Regions from separate parts of the Sus scrofa genome. Here region 1 is linked to region 2. A link is a contact called in public HiChIP or PLAC-seq data. All regions are on one chromosome and are shown on one strand. The core of a region is the stretch at or near the end of the contact, and the rest is flanking DNA. Distances in the headings are between cores, read along the strand shown.

What was found. HiChIP or PLAC-seq counts read pairs in DNA pulled down with a chosen protein or histone mark.
Region 1: a contact with region 2 is called in an H3K27ac HiChIP or PLAC-seq map of alveolar macrophages. The contact joins two enhancer-like sites. A contact is called at or near these places in 2 of 2 datasets of contacts at active chromatin or transcription factors (alveolar macrophages and skeletal muscle).

What each region holds. Positions count from the first base shown.
Region 1 is chr7:92,292,065-92,295,672 of Sscrofa11.1, forward strand. All of the region lies in intron 11 of RAD51B (DNA repair protein RAD51 homolog 2), which reads left to right. Among named protein-coding and RNA genes, the nearest start is that of ZFP36L1, 200 kb to the right of the region's middle. Within about 2 kb of position 1,922, at least 35 of the 83 cell types and tissues checked have an H3K27ac peak or open chromatin away from gene starts, as enhancers often do. A contact at or near this core is called in alveolar macrophages and skeletal muscle, where this site is marked.
Region 2 is chr7:92,035,927-92,039,260 of Sscrofa11.1, forward strand. The region is part of intron 9 of RAD51B (DNA repair protein RAD51 homolog 2); the gene reads left to right. Among named protein-coding and RNA genes, the nearest start is that of RAD51B, 450 kb to the left of the region's middle. Within about 2 kb of position 1,330, at least 23 of the 83 cell types and tissues checked have an H3K27ac peak or open chromatin away from gene starts, as enhancers often do. A contact at or near this core is called in alveolar macrophages and skeletal muscle, where this site is marked.

The DNA of each region.
Region 1 (3,608 bases), core at 672-3,171, 260 kb after region 2:
GACACAGATATACAAAGTATTTCTGTCGATGGGGGGCACAAACCTAAAGGATTAAACAGACAGTCCTAACAGTCCTGTTTAGGATTTGCTAAAGCAGGGAGGTCACCTTGAAAAAACAGACGAGGGTCCCCTTTGCCCTAGAGTGACACGGAGGGCTCCATCTGCTTTGAAATCTAAGATCTCAAGTGCAAGTAGATTCAGGGAACAGAAATCCACTTGTGCACAAAAATGGTGCCATCACTAGGAAACCCTGAGGCCCTACTGTCTTATTATCAAAGCTCATGTAGGTGAAGCTTTCGGTTGATAGATTTGACAGACCTTGCAAAACAGACTGACTCAAACCTCATTCATTCATTCACGTGTCTGCTCAATGAACCTCTATTGAACACCTTGGATGTACAGGAACCAGAGTATGCATTACCTACCATTCCCTCCAAGATCTCACAGTCTGGGAGGAGAGCATTCAGGGAAACTGAGACGTTACAGTAATTATAGTTAGAGCCTGAAGCAAAGTGCTCCAGAGCCCCAGAGCACAAAGACCAGGGCGGCTCACTCTACCCACAGCTTCTGGGGCTCTTCGCAGTAAAGGAGACTTGTAAGCTGGGGTTGACAATGAGCAGGAATTTTATCAGGCAGTTGAACTGATGTTTTCATTACAGACATGCATGGGTTTCACTATGCATCTGAGCTCTAGGGAGTTAGGACACAGTCAGTGACTGTGACACTGGGTGACAGCCTTCCGGAGAACACATATACCTCCACCCATGGGGAGCCGTGGCTGCTCTTCGGCAATGAGCCCAGGAGGCTGGTGGCCCAAAGCAAGCCTTTGTGTTTGATGCAGCCAGAAGACATCTCAGACCAGAGTCCTGAAGCCAGCAGCATCTTCAACCCAGAATGGCTCCTTCTCAGGGCAATGAGGGTCCAGCTCTACCTAGGTAGGCAAAAAGGCTGGACAAAGATTAGAAGGGGCTTACACAAGGTTGAGGCCAAACTGGCCATGGGTCTCAGTCCTTGGGTCATGTCGCTTACTCCCTCTGCCTGCCACATCTGCCCTCTTCTCCCCCGAGCACCGGGGGTAAACTTGTACTCGCTGCTTAAGACTCGGTTCAGATGCTATCTCTTCTAAGAAGATTTTCCCAGCATTCCCAGATTGAACAGTCATCTCCTTTCTTACCACTCCCCCTGGAACATGTGCCATCTTCCCTGTATCCGTAGTCACGGCGTTCATTTATTTATGCATCTGTCTCCCTGAGGGCACCGTCCCTGCAACCCCGGTGCCTACCTGAGTGCCTGGTGAATTTTATTGAATGGATGCAGACTGCCCTTGTGTGCTAAGCATGCCCTTCAGTCTTTCAATAGAGCAGAAGATATGCTGTTGCAAAGTCCTTCCTGGGCATCTAATACCCCTGTTTCACGTAGAAAGAAATTAAAGTGTGACAGGAGGCAGGTCCAGAATTTAGTTTGTGGCAGACCCAGGTGTGTAAATCCCAACCAGGATGGTGCTGAGACCAGAATTCCTCAGAGCCCCTGGACCACCCCAGATCAGATGAAATTCTAAACAAGCCAGAGCCCCACTGAAGAGTTCCACTGTGCTGGGCTCCAGAGCATTCTGGAAGGTTCTCCTGGACTGTGCCTCAGAAGGTCAGGGCGGGCGGGAAGCCCCACAGGCCCAGTGCAGTGTCAGGTTCCCCCTTTTCTATCAGCAGGCATGGAAGAGCCTTTAAGAAAATGGAATATTATTATTTGTTTGTTTTTACAGTGACTCATCTGTCGTAACTGGGTTAAAGTCCACTTAGAGAAAAGGAGAACAAAAGACCTCCTGTTAGTGCTGGAAGTTTGCCTCTTAAGATATCACTGAGAGGAACTGGGAAGAGAAAAAAAAAAAAAACACAGCAGGGCAGGGGAAGCTGTGGGCCTTCAGGACACAGCAGCACTTCGGAAAGGCAAACACGGTGTCTTTCATCTGCAGCGGCCTATCTGAGACGGCCGCTCCCTTTGGCGCTGTGTTCTGACCCACTGAAGTGCTGACCCCCGGACGCAGGCCAGTGCCCTATTCCCACACTCTCTGATCACAAGGAGGGGAGGCTGCCTGGAGTGGGGGCAGTGTGGGCAGGTCTCCACATGCAACCAAAGCTCCAGCCTGAGAACGATGATGGGACCAATACATAGAACTTACTGAGTGCCAGGCGTTCTAACCTTACCTACCATAACACGTTCCATAAACACCCAGGAGCATGGCTCCCCAGCTGCAGCAGGAAGGAGATGCCATGGGGTAGAAACCCGGCCCTGCCCCCTTTGGGAAGCCCACAGGCCCCAGCACGGCTAGAGGAACCATGACACTTGTAGGCTCCCAAATGGAGTGGGACCAGACTGCCAAGGGGCATCTGCCAGCTTCCTGGGCAAACTCAGGCCATCTGACTCCAAGACCTCAGGACTCACACGTCACTCGAAAGTCCGAGAAAGACTAAGACCTGACAGTTCTTTCCCCGCAACTGTCCGTCCAATCGGCCCCAATCATGTTCAGCCTGCATGCATGACTTTGACTAATCAGCTCTGAGGAAGCGTTATTCTCACCCTTGGCCACCCAATCGTCGGGTGAGGCTGCACCACAGCTGCCCATTCTGCATCTGGTCCACTTCACCCTTTTTGTAAACAGCTGGGCTCTCTCTCCATGTCTATGAGAGAGGATGAGCAAAGAAAAGCAAGACAGAAATTCTCTGCGAGTCCCAGGTCCTTCCTCCGTTCAGAAGCTCTTCACTTCACCCTCCTCCTTCCCAGGCATCTGCGGGTTCCCCAGAGACGAAGTCTTGGCTCTGGGTCCCAGGCCTCTGCCCCAGGCCTTCTGAGTCTCCCAATTCACGTCGTCAACCCTCATCATTCCATTTCCTGAACAAGACAGGGTTTGGGTCATTTCTGAACAAACACCAAGGATGCTTCAACAGAAACCTCAACAGGAACGTGTTATTGGGCTCATCTATCCTCTGTTTCCTCATGAATACCCATGTTCCGTGGCAGCGGACGTCTGTAGAAACCACCTATGGGCTACGGTAGGCACCATGGTTAAGCCGATCCTGTGCAGAGCTGTGCCTCCGGTTTTCTGTACTCGGCTCTGAGACTTTGAGGGGATTATTCCCACTAACAAGCAAGGCCTCCACAAACAATGTGTTGGCGGGAAGACTCAAAAGAAGCCGATCCAGTGTTCTTTGGGTAGCTTCTCCCTTTGGCTGGCCTCTCGGGGATTGGGCCCCTGGTACAATCACTGAAGATTTAGGGCTTAATTAAACCTTGGCTTTGGGCCAACATGCCAGTGGCCCCTTGTATTTCCCAGGTCCACCCAAGTGGCATAAAGACCAGACTGGGAATGTGAACCGCTTAGCTGATCCCACAAGAGCCAGTCTTCATTAGCTAAGAGCCTGGGTAGCGCCAGCTCCCAGGGTACAGCAGGTGTGGGCAGGCCCAACCCCAGAAATACAGCGTGATTTTATGGTGGTGGTCCCTGCATCTGCACTCTGGGGCTGCAGCTGGGGGGCTTGGCAGACCCCCTCTATCATTGGGAGCTTTGGGATTCCCTTTCGTTCTTGACCTGATAAAGCCCAAGCTCACCACCA
Region 2 (3,334 bases), core at 80-2,579:
GGCCCTGGCCCAGACATGCGTCTTTCTGGAAGGATGACTGAATCTCGTTCTTCAGTCTAAAGTTCCTCTTGATTAGCGGCCCTTTTTGTTTGTTGTTTTTAAGGCAGCTCTGTCTTTCCTTGGGAGCTCGCAGGGATGTGTTTGGGAGCCCCTTCCAGCTGGGAAGCTGCCCAACTCCCACAGCTGAGTCGGGGGATGGCTTCCCTTTAGTTCCGCTGCTGCCTGTGGATGACAAGGACTCCACTTCCAGCCCCGGCCACAGCGGCCCTTGTCTGCTGTGCAAACTTGGCTCTTGTCCTCTGGGTTTTCATTCTCCAGCCATCTGGGCATTTTGAGCACCCCTCTTATCTTGGTACCTTGGCACTCAGGACCCCATGCCATCCTATCTCGGAGATGAAAACAAAGGCATCCTTAGCTTTTGGCCTGCCCTTTCCCTAGAACCATGGGAGGCTGAGTGACAGTCAGTGAGATTGGGGGGTGGAGGTGGGGATAGGTCTGGAGTGAGGGAAATGGTTTCGTGGATAGAAAGCGTACGGAACGGTGTGACAGTAGCTGGCATTGACCAGGATGCCTAGTGACTGGTTTTCTCCTTTTTCCCTTGGCTCTTTTGAAATCAGGGAGCCAGAAGCCTGAAGCCCCCTGTGGCCTCTAATGGCTGTAGCTTCTCCAGGCCCGGCAGCCAGAGATTAGGTTCTAGCGAGAGCTCCATGCCAGCGGAGTGAAATCTAGCTCCCTACTAAGAATTCTACGTACATCACCAGCTTTTAAAATTCCTCCTTCCTGAGCATTCTTGTCGTGGCTCAGTGGAAACGAATCTGACTAGCCACCATCAGGATGCAGGTTCGATCCCTGGCCTTGCTCACTGGGTTAAGGATTCAGCATTGCTGTGGCTGTGGTATAGGTTGGCAGCTACAGCTCTAATTCAACCGCTAACCAGGGAACTTCCATATGCTATGTGCACGGCCCTAAAAAGACAAAAGACAAAAGACAAAAAAAAAAAAAATTAAAATTCCTCCTTCCACCTCCCCAACTGCTGATCTGGGGAGGGTTTGGTCAGGGTCCTTCACTCTTCAGAGAAGTGTCTGGAAAGATCAGGCTAAGAGTGCTGACAATAAGATCCCCATAATCATTCTGCCCAGAGAAAAATCAGCATTTGATGAAAGGACAGTTCCACTGCCTGGTTTACTCCTCCTCCATTGTGTGCTCTCTGTCCCTGCCCCCCCAGCCCTCTGACCTCTGACCCCTGTGCACTCATTCAGATCCCTCACCCTGTGCAGGCCTCATTTGGAGATGGTTGACAAGGTACTGCCCAGCCAAAGAAATGCAGCCCAACAGTGTTGAGTCACTTCCGTTTAGACCCTGGTCATTGGGTGTGGCTGCAGCTTCTTGAAAGGCAGCCCTAAAATACTCGCCTCTTTTCAGAGAATCTGATTTCACCTTTGGCTGTGGATCATTTGCTTACTGGCGTTCATTCATATATTGGAAGCCTGAAGCCTCCACACACTTGATTCTACAGAGCAGTAGTGTAATACTAACAAGACACGTCCTGATTATGGCGCCAAAAAGGTGATGCAACCTCATTTCGCACCAAAGCGGGTGGGTCTGTGTATTTATGTTTTCCTAGTTGAGGCAATAGACCTACAGGAAGGGTCAGAACTTCATTCAGGATCGCCCAGCGAGTCCAAGTTTTGATCCTCTGGTCCCCATGACAGGCCATAGAGGTCACTTGCCTGCAGAGCATGGGAGCCATGTCACTGGAACCATAGGTTCTAAATATGACTTCCTCTCCCCACCTACTGCCACTGTCATCCAGTTGCCAGAACCCAACTGGTTTTCTGCAGGACGCCAGCTAATGGCACTCTGCGGGGGTTCCGCCTGCAAGAGTTTCAGTCTTTGTCTCTTTTCAGGTGGTACATTTCAACCAAGAAGATAACTCTTCCCATGGAAACTTAACTCCCTCTCATTTTCAGGGTTTCTTTCCAAGAATCACTCCCTGTCAGCCCCTGGTCCTCTCTCTAGCAAATTGAGAAGAAATAATGGTATAGAGACCGATCGTCGCTCTAAATGCACGTGAATGAGTGATGCCCTGAACTTTTATGTCTCTGTAAATGAGTGGAAAAGGAATGCATATTCTCTGGCACAGGCTGGCTCTACCACATGGTTTGAAGTAAATGCCGCTTTATTTCACATTAGGAAGAGAGGCTTGGAGCAGCTTGGCAGCAGATCTGTGGCTGGGTAATTAATCTAAGAACTATAGTTTCTCCCACATAGGAGATTAAATACCGGTCTTTGGTCAGATCAAAGCGGGCTTCTTGGATGATCTGATCTTTGCAGGAGACCCCACGTTGGCCCAGCACAACTGTCTCTGCATGTATGGCTCCTTTTGTTTTGTTTTGTTTTTTTAAAAAAAGAAAGAAAGGGAAAAAAAGACCATTTTCATGTTTACACAATTAGGCCTGCCAGCATTGGTAGCTCTTTAGACCCCACGTAAAACTTGAGCTTTACTCGTGCTGAGTAAACATGGATTTTTTTTTTTTTTTTTTTTGATCCTACTAAAACAAGTCACTGTATCTCAGAGTTTGACGAAAAGTGAATGTTCATTTTCTGAAAGGGAACAGCAGCATTTCTCTTGGGGGGGCCTTATAATAAATAACATCTTGGACTAATCTGGCATTTTCTTTAGGCGTTCACCCATAGAGTTTATGTAATCTCTCATTCATTTTCTTCATGTCTCATTGAGACAGTTTGGATACTGGTGGTATATTCTTCATTGGTAAAATGGAAAGAACCAAAGTGTGAAATTCAACTTAGACGGATGACAAGAGAGAAGGCAGACATTTGTATGACCAGTGTTGGCAAGGTGCTGCCCAGATCTTTTCAGTTTTGTCAGGGCCTGCATTTCACCTCCCCAAGGAGGGGTTCTGAACAGTGTATAGCCTGGGCCAGGGTGCATCAGGCTTGTGGCCAGGTGGAACTGGAGCAGTCAGTGGAACTGGTTCCAGATTCCCAACCTGGCACTAATTCTATGCTAGTCAAGGAAGAGTTTTTCAAATCATGGTGTGAGACTAGGGAAAATCCACTGATGCTTTGATGGTGGCCTTTGGAGATACCTTGATAATATTTGAAACCATTCCCATGGCAGGCCCAGGGAGAGGTCTTTCTTCAGCACCATCAGGCAGAAGAAACGGGGCCTTTCTGGCTGAGTTGACCTGTGGGTGGGCCCTCTAGCACGTGTTTCTCATTAGGAATGCAAGAGAGAGGAGCATTCCATGGTGACTCTCCCTTCCTTCTCAGCAGTGAGATAGAACAACAGCGCCTTTGTGGTGACCTCTGC